Regions from separate parts of the Zea mays genome. Here region 2 is linked to region 1. A link is a contact called in public Hi-C data. All regions are on one chromosome and are shown on one strand. The core of a region is the stretch at or near the end of the contact, and the rest is flanking DNA. Distances in the headings are between cores, read along the strand shown.

Region 1 (5,712 bases), core at 1,445-3,944:
TTACCCCTTCCTTGTATTTTTAAAAATACTTTTATACACTTAAGTCTAGTGAAATGTGCATTAAGTTTATAGGAATTGCTTGGAAACTATTTGATGCATTGACTACCTTGATATCCATTCCTGTTATAGATACTTCTTTGGAAGTATCAAATATTATTTACAAAAATGCTTAGCCCTGCTTAGATCTTGTGGATAGAGGTTGTCTTTTGCAATAATGCCTAGCTCAGGGGTTATCCTGAGGAAGGATGGCTTCTACCTACAAGAATATTTTCATTGGGAGCATGGTGGGATCTTACTGCAAAGTTCCCTATAATGCTCTTTTCATCCTAAGGATGGAAGTACTTAAATCGAGACTTGGGCTAGGAACAGGTGATGCTCCACCCAGGTTAATTAAGGATTGGATGCGTATGTAGGCCTATATGATCAAGTACTATCTTAATTGCCCACATGCCCTGGATATGGGACAGGGTAAGCTTGAACACGGCTATTCCATACATGAAAAGACAATCCCACACTGGGAGTGGAGAGATGGCGAGAGTGGCACGTACCCTCCTGGCAAAGGACCGCCTAAAAGGGGTGGTGTGCTCTCGGGTGGCACGGACCAGTTCATGTAGTGAAGGATCCGTGGGAATGGTAGACATATGCAAGAGTTACGAGAAACATATGTCGTGTGGTTAGAGATCCTCAGCTGAGTAAATCGATTCAGATCGCCGTTATATCCCCGGACAGTGGAGACTTGATCTCTGACCTGCAACCTAGGTCAGGATGTAAACATTATGAATAAAAATAATGTTGTATTGATGAGATGGTGAAATTAGACTAGATGCAACTAGAGTCTATTAATATTTAATCTGGCGTTAAAATATTGAAAGTAAGGACTCACTTTAGTAAGCTATTTCTGCAAAAGTATCTAAGTTGATTCTTGCTCAAGCCTTTCCTTGATTCCTATTTAACCAGCATATCCTTGAGAGTCTTTTTCCTTAGACGGGTAAGATTTGTGAAAGTACACTCCGTACTCAGGGTTTTTGAACCCATGTTGTTGTAGGTGATGAGGAGTACTCTAAGTGTTCCTGTGGTTGGAGGGCGTTTCCAATTCTGGAGGACTAGCTAGGTTTATGTATAAGCTTTGGAGGGTTTCTACCTCCCTGCTTTTGTAATAAGTTATGCACTTTAAGCATATTAGGACTTGTAATAAATGTAACTCTTCCTATGTAATAACCTTCAGTTTTAGAAATGAAAAGAATGTTTTGTGAAGTCTTCCGCTCTTATCTCCGAAGTGTGTGTGTATCGAATGTGGTTACTGTAATATGCATGTATGGTGGGAGATCCTTGGGGTGATGAGTTCAAGTTGTTGAACTCGTGATAGCCTTGTTAAGTTACCTAGTACACATGCATAGCCATCTGAGGCCATCAAGGCAAGGATTGGTGCATGTGGGCCCGATAACTTGGGAGGGCTGCCACAAAAGAACTATGCATAGTGGAATTTGAAATTATACACTCAATTTAGAAATGAAGTTCAACAAGTTTGAATTCAAACAATAGACATTTGAATTTAAGAAGAAGTCTAAATCAAGAATTTTAAAAGAAAAAGGTAATTAAAGGGAAAACAGCTGTGTGGGCCGCCTTCGGCACCGCAGGCCCAACTAATCGCGGATCCGTGCGGCCTTTCTCACGCACTGGATGGCGGGACCACTCGGTCAGCCTGTGTCGCGTGAATCGCTGGCCGGCTGACTCCCCGGACCCACATGACCGCTCGCCGACTGGTGGCCCCTATTGTCATCTCGCCGCTCGCGCAACGGACTCCGAGTTTGACGTCGACCGCAGCGGAATCGTGTGGTTGGGACTGCGCTCGCTCGATCCTCATGACTACTGGACCCGTGGGACGTTTTCGAGTGCTTCTCCCTCTTTCCCCTAGGTTATAACTGTGGCCGGACACCCCCCGTTACCTAGTCGCCCTCCCGGAGTCTCTCACGGAAGCCGGTGAAGTGCAGACGTGGGGAAGAAGTTCACTGCGTCGCGTCTTGGTCAAAGACCGGGTTTGGGAAGCCATAGCACCTCGAGTGTGTGTCGCGCAAGTTGGTGTCGTGGCTGGGCGTGGTCGGAACCGAGAACCGGAGCTCGGCGTTACCTCGGCTTTGTCCCGCGCGAGGGGGATTGGCTCCAGTACCGCACCACCGCAGGTATGGCCACTTCTGTCGTCTTCGTTGACCAGTCCTTGACGTATGGTGAGCCGCGGGAGAGGGAATTATACATCTGCGGGTTTTGAATTGCTCGTCAGAGCCAATTGACTCTGTGGCACCGAGCCACGCCGTGGGCAGGGTAGTGCCATCACTCAAACATTAAATCGGGGGTCTCGTCTGTTTCGCCTTGCGTCAGGCTGTGTTTTTAGCCACCGGCCGCGGGTGCAGGCGTCGGTGGGTATCGAATCGAGGAACGCTAGTGTGGTCATCGCCATGAACACGGTGGCGCGGTCGTGCTTGAGGTTGGGCATGGGTAGCGCGGCATCCGACCGTCGATCTGAAAGCATGTGGCTACGATTAGAACGAAGATAACCCTTCGATGCTTGTGATCCTAGCCACTGGTGGGTGATCTCGGGGTGGAGATTCAATCATCGCGTCGGCGTATTGTGGGCTGTACAATTTGGATCCAAGGATCCGTATCACGCACCGGTCGACTCAGTTATGTGATCTAATCTCACCCATGAAGATCTGATCGGGCGACTCTAGTGCGCCAGTACCCCTTCGGTGTGGGCGAACTTGTAAAAGAGACCCTGAGAAATTGGCTAATTAACCCGCAGTCTAGCACAAGGAGTTCTCAGTCTTATGATGTTTTACGCAGAGGCCCCTACACTTCCTGAATATAGTAAGCGCAATCCATACATTTAATAAAACAGAGAAATTGGTTTAGAAAATGATTTTTAGTACACAACTAATTGCAAAAACTTGTTTAATTCCTAGAAAATTCATTTTAGCTCCTTTTTAATCCATTCCAGTTCCTATAATTTTGTATTAATATTGTTTATCACTTAATAACATTGTTTTAGCATGAAACCCATATTAAGTTTGATCACTTAATTAATCTTGTACCAAACACATAAAACCTTCGGAAATTCAAAACTCGAAATCCGTAACTCTGAATGTAGTGATTCTTTTTCCTATGATCTCGTTACAACACATAGATTATTATTATGTATTCTGTATTCATGTTTGGTGTGATGTTATTTTATCCCTCGTACCATGTTTGTTTGCATTATGACGAGTAGACGAGCCAGTGGCCGAGGATCCAGGTGTTCAGCAGGTAGAAGTTGCTGAGCAGGAGCTCATTGAAGGCATGTTGTGCCCTTGACCACTTTATTTACCCAATAATGTTCTCTATAATCATTTTATCATGAATAGGCTTAATTTTGATGGGACCCAATAGGCCACCCTAGTCTGGTTATCTTTATACCTTGTTTAACCCTGAATTTTTTGGTAGTCCTTGCTATTGCTATATATGGTTTTGAGTGTTGAGACAACTATTACACATGATCACTCTTTATTACTGTTCTATTTCTATTCATGATAAGACAACTATGTTAATTGGAACATCGATCTTAACTTGAGAAACACGTGCCACCACAAGGGTGGAATGGGACGCCCTTGGCTGACTAACTAGGAAAGCTAGTGGAGGACTACCTTTCCCAAAAGGGGCAAGGGCAGTAGGGGAGTAGGCGTGTAGGGAGGTTCCGGGGTTGATTTTGCTCCGATGGCGGTCAGACGGGGGATTCCTGCATTGCTCTTCCTAGAAACTGTAGCGGGTTTTCTGAAGCTAGTGGAACTTTGTAAAAGCCTTGTAGTGGATCCCTAGCTATTCACCTCGGAAGTGTCTAAGGGTCTAGCTAACACTGGCTAGATGGGATACACGACTTGTGGGTACTGGGTACGACCTCTGCAGAGTGTAAAACTGGTATACTAGCCATGCTCGCGGTAATGAGCCGCTCAATACTCTTGCATGATTAATTTATGGAATTAAATTCAATTTATCATTTGCATCGCATTGGGATTTATTATTAATTCTGATCTACTATTACTCTGGTTTGGTTCTACTTACATTTAGTAACTACTAATAAAATTTGACCAACTTATTAAAAGCAATGCTCAACTTTAACCCTTATTTATTGGTCAGCCTTACTCTTCACATGAACTCCCACCTTTGGTAAGTTCATGCACGTTATTCCCCACAACTTGTTGAGCTATGATCTTTTGTGAGATCACCCTTGCGAGATATAACCCCCCACAGGAGAAGAACATGTGATCTAGGAGGAGCCGTACAATGAGGAGTACGAGTTGATCTAGGTGGCGCCTTCGAGTCAGCTTTGTGGCGCCAAGGAATAATACTTAGTTCGCTTTATTATTATCATTTATTTTGTTAAGACTTCCGCTATGTAATAATGACATTTATGATATTTGTGACATTTATCTCTATACACTTTGTCATTATATGTGATGTTCTTCTTTGGCACACATATGAGATGCACCCGGCTTTATCACTTAAATCCGGGTGTGACAGAAATGGTATCAGAGGAATGTTGACTGTAGGACGAAACCTAGATAGACCTAGACAAAACCCTTACCTACTTACATCACTCTAATTCTTTCTATACTTATCTTGATTCTGTCTCACCTTTTGTTGTTCTACTTTGATTACTCTTATCTTTCTACTCTAGAAAGACAAGAAGGATTTCACACCTTGGAATCCTACATTTATGACCCTCTGAAGAGATAGGAGACCTAAGACAAAATTTAAAATTATTTTCTCTATTTGAAGCAATTGGATGTTTGTTCTGATGGTAAATGCATGATTTGCTTCTTTGACTGAATGAAATAGTATAGCAGGGCATTCTAGCATGTACCACTATAAGGTAATATATTAGCATTAGTAGGTGACACATTAATCTACTTAGCTAATAAAACCCCCAAAAGATCATGTCTCGTAATTACTCGTCTTGCCTACAATTCTTTCTTACCGTGTATTTCTAACCCAGATGGTCAATACCAGGAAGGGAGGCGGAATTGATCTACCTATCAACCCACACAACCAGAGGGTGCTTAGACAACAACAAGCAGAAATGAACCCTCTGAATCCTCCACCGGCTGGGATAGATCCAGTGGTTGCAACTCAGATGTAGATGCTGCAACAAATGGTGAATACTATGACGGATATGCAAGCTCAGATGCGACAAGAACGTCAAGAGATGTGCCAGGAAAGGCATGAGATGAGAGAGGAAATGAGGCAAGAGAGGATGGTACGACAGCAACAAGCACCAATGCCCCCCACCACCAGTTCCACCCTAGGACAAGCACCGGGAGTTCATGAGCCACAAGCCACCGACATTCACCAGCTCTCCAGATCCTCTACACGCTGATGATTGGCTGAAGTCAGTGGAGAAGATGTTGAATATCACCCAATGCTCTGACCGGGAGAAGGTGCTTTATGCTTTTGGTCGTCTTACTTGTCCCGCTACTGATTGGTGGGATTCTTACACTGCTGCTCATGATGCTGCCAACAATATCACCTAGGCAGAATTCACTACATAGTTCAGAAACTACCACATTCCTGCTGGGTTGATGAAGATAAAGAAGGAGTTTCTATCGCTGAAGCAGGGCAATATGTTAGTCAGTGAATATCGAGATAAATTTATTCAACTATCAAGATATGCTTCAGATGAAGTGG
Region 2 (5,712 bases), core at 1,807-4,306, 340 kb after region 1:
CTTCTTGGACCTAGAGGCAGACTGATCCGCTGCTGCTTGGACCACTGCCTGGACAGCCACAAAGACTGTCGCCACGGACGACGCTTGGAGATGAATTCCTCTTCAGATGGTATGGCTCATTGGCTCTGCTCTGCTCTGCTCTTTGGGTTCTGCCGTGTTGCTCCTAGCTCGAAGTGCTGCTGTAGTGCTACGCGCTGCTGTCAATTGTCAGGTTGTGCTCTGTTGCTAAGTGGTGCTGTTGTTGATGAAGCTCTTGGTGCAACTCAGCATCTAAGAGGGAAGAATATGCCAAGGGCTGCTGCTGCTCGTGCTGCCTCTGTGGGTGCTACTGTTAGACAAACATACACTAGAAGCATGCAAGGAATACTATAGTTGCAGCTCTAGTTATTGTTGAAGAGGACAATGAGGAGATGGAGGAAGATGAACCAGCAGCACATGGAGGAGACTTTGATTATGATGAGATGGAGAAAGAAGCACCTGTTGCAGCTGGGCCATCTACTGTAGCAGCAGCTGGAGATGGAAAAGAAGGCTTCCATTGGATGATGATGTACTTGTTTAGTAGATGCTTCAAATCTAAAATTTATTAATATAATATTCTCTTTGTCATTTAGATGCATTTAAACTCTAATTTGTTGTTGTTCTAGACATTGATATGGTTCGATTATGTAATATGGAGTTTTAGACCAATTTACTTGGCTGTTGGCTGCTTGGTCATATGGTTTAATCCTTCTTTACTTGGCGGCTTGGTCATACGGTTTAATTACCTGATTTTGCATCATTGCTTGGTTGCTGCGCTGCCACTTCTTACTCATTTAATCCTTGTTTCAGATACAAGAGCTGCAACTCAGCAAGATTGGAGTGGGACAGCCAAAATACAATGAAGCTGTCACTTCACATCTAACACACTATGTTCGTCTTCGCTGATGCATGCACTACAAGTTGTAAGTCAAGAACTTAGTATCTTCCATGCATATGGGTTATCGTTACTTTTGTCAGTATCTCAGACCGTGTCCAGCAGCTTTTTCATATGATTATCCAAAACACTGTTTTACATTGTTTTGCACTGTAGACTGCACTATTCGCTGAGTAGAGTTTGAATATGAAGATGAGGATGGATAAGCTGTTGGAGATAGTCTCAGCAAATTCTAACAGATCGCAGTGTACTGCATGTCGGCTTGTGTAACTCGTAGGACCACTACCATATCAAGAAATAAATATTTAATACTGGTAAGGTAACGGCAAGACAAATTTGCCAAGCTTATTAAGGGGGAAATTGACAAACACTTTTAGCACATGTTCGGCTGTGGTAAAAGGCAGCTGTTGCTGCTGCCGTGCTGCGGGCTCCAGCAGCTTCCCGCTCTCTCACAAAAGTACTGTTGCAGCAGCTGCGGCAACAGTTTTTTATCATACCCAAACAGCGTGTTAAATTAAACAGTAAAAATGAAAACATGCCTGCTGGCAGCGCCACCTTGACTTGGATCTTTGTCTTTATCTTTGTCTCTATTAACAAAATGCTGATATGAAACGGGCTTCTTTCCAGGATCTTGCAGCTGCTGCCTCAGTGACATTGAATAGACTGTAGAACAAATAAAAGAACTTATGCACGATTCTTTAACTAATATAAGCATAAAGCTTTCCTAATTATGAAGCATTTGACATACCATCTCCTGAGAACACCCCAACAAGCAGATCGTGCCCATCCTTGGCCTCTGGGTCAAATGCATGGCAAAGCGGGTTTGAGCTACTGAAGTGGATGGACTTTATTGGATCCTGATGCAATTAGCATGTGAACAGAGAACCACAGGATACCAAAGTTGCAAGCAACTTAACATGCATGCATGCAATAAGAGATAAGGAAATACTTTGTCATGTGAGTTGAGATCACTGATGAAGAGTGTATCTGCAGTATTAAATATGATGTACGCGCCCTTTCCATCATAGTTTGCCATGCCTTGCGATCCACTTGCACTAGTCGACACACCAATTCCTCCACCCATGCGGCTGCTTCCTGAGACAGCCCTGCTGGTACCATTGCTCCCGAAGCTAAGTGCCCGGCTCCCATTCCCAGTGCCGAGAAGTCTTGCAGCTGCAGACCGCATCCCACTACCAGCACTTGGTGTTGAAGGCGTGGAACCCTGGCCTGCTGGCTTCTCCTTCAAATATGCCACTGTCATCTGGCACCATCACAACAAACAATCGATAACTGCATAAAGGATTTGTAATCTACACAACGCAACAGAATCAGAAAGCACAAAGCCCTCAGAACAGTTAAGCAGATATTTGATCTATTCTATTAGAGTGTTAGAATTTGCGAACAGAAAAATGTGTGTCATTTGTATTTGTATTTTTTCCTAGAACGGTAACACGAAATATATGCAGGGACTATCCAAACATTAAACATTACACCAATCTATGCTGCGCCTGATCCAATCCATGAAGCGCCTAGAAACTTCCGAATATCTGCCGCATCGCATCTACGATGACTCATCCAGATACCACACCTGATCAAGCCAAGTCAACACACATCCCAACCCAATTCCCCATCCATCCAGCACAGACCGACCCATCAATAACCCCATAAAGCACATCAAACTGCCTCGCTACCCTAATCCGAACGACGGCGCCCTTGCTACCTGGGAGACGGTCTTGCCGCTGTGGCTGTAGTGCACGACGGCGGGGGAGTGCGTCTTCTCATACTGCAGCTTGTGCCGCCCCTCGGGGGTCTTGAAGTAGGTCTTCAGCCCGCCAGACCCCGCGCCGGCCCCGCCGGCCGACCCCGCCGCCGACGCCATGCTCCCCCACGGGCGATCGCGGACCGCCGCAATGCTCACTCGCCGACCCCGCGCGCGTGCGCAGACAGACGAGGCCGCGTGAGCAGTCACCGGCTCATGCCCCCGCCGGTGACGCGAGGGGTAGGGCCATGGAGGCGAGGGATGAGGTGGTCGGATTGGGGATGAGACGGGGTGGATGCGGGAGAGCCGGAGAGCAGAACGAAGCCTTGGACTCGGTCACTCGGAGGAGCGGAGAAAGAAAAAAAACGAGTTGATTATTTTTTGCGGACTCTTCGTGTGTCCATAGAAAAATTCTATATGAGTAATATGACATCGTGACTATATGAAACGGAAGAAGACCCTTTCGGTAATATGAAGAAACTCTTTCGGCTAGGTCGAGAGAAAATATAAAAAATGAAAAACAAGTAAAAAAATAATGCATGATGACTAATTTGGTGACCAGAGCAACTGAATTTTTTCTATATATCTTTTCAATTCATCGGTCACCAAATCAGTTCTAAAAGTTGATTTTTTTAGTATAAGTGGGTGTTTGGTTTATAGGGACTAAACATTAGTCCCTTCACTTTATTCCATTTTAGTTCATAAATTGTTAAATAGGGAAACTAAGGGCCCGTTTGGCACAGCTCCAGCTCCTGATTCTAAGCGAGGATCTAGAGGAGTCGTGCCAAACAGGTATTTTTTTTAACTGATTCTCGTGTGGAGCCGAAAGATCGGGAGTCGTTTTTGTGAAGAAAGGTGGGATCTAAAAAAACCTGCTCCACCCTCCCTTAAAATAGCTCCTCAACCAACCAAATATGGACCTCCCCTTAAATTTTGATCGAAATTACCCGTAATTGCCATTGGACAAAAACATAACGAGCCAATTTATGGATTAAACATTTGAGACCATTTTATGCACTACTATGATGAGAATATTTTATATGTTATTGTTTCATATTTTTTTTCCGTATATGCATCCTACTTATTGGTTTGTAACAAAGTTAAACTGCAAAGGATAAAACAGACAATCGCCACGGACCACCAACTTTCAGAAGACAAGAATCAGTTTACTTGCCAAACGGTTTTAAAAATGATTCTGATTCTCTAGGAGAAGCAGGAGGATCAACTCCTCACGAGGATCAGGATCTGGAGCTAAAGAAGCTGGAGCTGGAGCTTTGCCAAACGAGCCCTAAAATAGAGTTTTAGTTTCTATATTTAGTAAATTAGGGACTAAAATGGAATAAAATTGAGGGACTAAAAATTAGTCCATAGAAACCAAACACCCCCTAAATATAAAGTTGACTTTCGAAAGAACATGATAAAAGGCTCCGCAATTGATAAATATGTCATCAGCACTCTCAAGTTACTCGTACTAGTATAATGTTTGTACGGTCATATTTGATTGGTGACAATGACAAACCATAGTGAAAAGCCCTTTGTCATAATGTTGATCTCTAGACTAAAAGTTACAACACACCTATCCAAACACATTACAATCCAAAAAAATTGGAATTAGAATTCAAAATAGTCAGCATGTTCGCTTGGCTTTATTTCCTACTGGCTTCTACTGCTTCTATATTGTTTTTATCTATATAGATTGAAGCTGCAACAGTTTGAACAATTAGCTTTAATATGAAGCAAACAGCCTGAGTAAGGGTGTGTTTGGTTTGACTTTTGGCTTTGACTTTTGCCCCCCTAAAAGCCAAAAGCCAACCAAAGAGATGGATCCAGGAAGCAGTTTTTTCTAAAAGCCGACTTTCTCGTAGTGCAAATCTGAAAGCACCTCTGGACCTGCTTTTAGTGGCTTTTCGGATAAACTGTGAAAACATATATCGAAGAATTTTTTACGATTTTTAGTGGTTTCCACCAAACGATTTTTAGCTTTTTAACAGCTTACAACCTACAGCAGCTTTTTTCACAGCTCACCGTCCACAGCAACTTTTTTCACAGCCACAGCCCAACCAAATAGATCCTAAATCTTTGTTATGGCAAAGTTTAATGGGTCACCGCCCAGGCGCCCACCTGCATTCCTCTTTACAACTACAACTATGTCATGACTACACGAGCAAAACAAAGAATATTTTTTTGTCGAACGTTGAACGATATATCAAACATGCATGCCCACGTATGGGCAAGTTCGCGACGTCAATCATAGCTCATCTCGGGATGGCGATGGTGGCACGACATACAGGGTAGGCGGGCGTCCTAGTGAGCCACATGTCGACACAGGTGTTGGGGTCTCCTTCTCTGCCGAAGGTCCTCAGGACGAAGAAATCGTATATAATCAATGGGACTGAGTGCCGAAGGTGCAACAACCATGCATGTTGAAGCTGCAACAAGCACGAGCAAAGCGTCGAACGATTACAACTTCGGCTCAAGGTGGTTACGAAGGTCAAAAGTGATATTAAACCAAAGAGAAAAAGACATGTTAATCCCTGATATTTGTATTAGGATAATGTATGCATACTAGGGTCATAAATGTACTTTTGCTTGGGCTGTGTTCCTTGCTTATAAATAGATGAACAGTACCACATGTACTGTTTACGCTGGATTGGGATTGTGCACTCGCTTTCACCTTGAGCAAGCCAAAGGTACAAATGTAATATACATCATGTATTACTTTGCCAATATATGATACAGATCTTAATGTTATTTAACATTCAATATGATATAAATAATTGTCATGTATTTACATTTGTAAATACATTTTTTGTATTTGTAAATGATGAAGACTTGTTCTTCATAACCTTCGTCCGAGAACCATCATGACCGAATGCATATGATGCTTCGAAGGACGAAGGTCCTTTACATTTAACAATTGGGTTGCCTTGTTTTGTGATTCAGCAATCAAAAACAAGAGACCAACAGCAGGCGACATGGAACACGTGTGCAGGTCGGCATCACGTGCCACCGCTCCATGGTGTGCACGACATCGAGGCAC

The links. Hi-C and Micro-C count contacts between places; a contact is called where the count stands out from the background.
Region 2: a contact with region 1 is called in a Hi-C map of leaf, with 5 times the contacts expected there. The contact joins the promoter of LOC100280640 here to the enhancer-like site in region 1. A contact is called at or near these places in 2 of 25 Hi-C or Micro-C datasets (leaf and tassel).

What each region holds. Positions count from the first base shown.
Region 1 is chr2:138,438,202-138,443,913 of Zm-B73-REFERENCE-NAM-5.0, forward strand. No RefSeq gene overlaps it. Among protein-coding and RNA genes, the nearest start is that of LOC103647008, 79 kb to the left of the region's middle. Within about 2 kb of position 2,695, at least 17 of the 20 cell types and tissues checked have an H3K27ac peak or open chromatin away from gene starts, as enhancers often do. A contact at or near this core is called in leaf and tassel, where this site is marked.
Region 2 is chr2:138,781,038-138,786,749 of Zm-B73-REFERENCE-NAM-5.0, forward strand. LOC100280640 (nucleotide binding protein) reads right to left here and starts at 3,057. Exons shown (of 11, transcript NM_001153558.1): 1 at 2,634-3,057; 2 at 1,863-2,174; 3 at 1,662-1,770; 4 at 1,453-1,576. The coding sequence starts at 2,792. LOC103647011 (a long non-coding RNA gene) reads left to right here. Exons shown (of 3, transcript XR_004856338.1): 2 at 829-941; 3 at 1,070-1,231.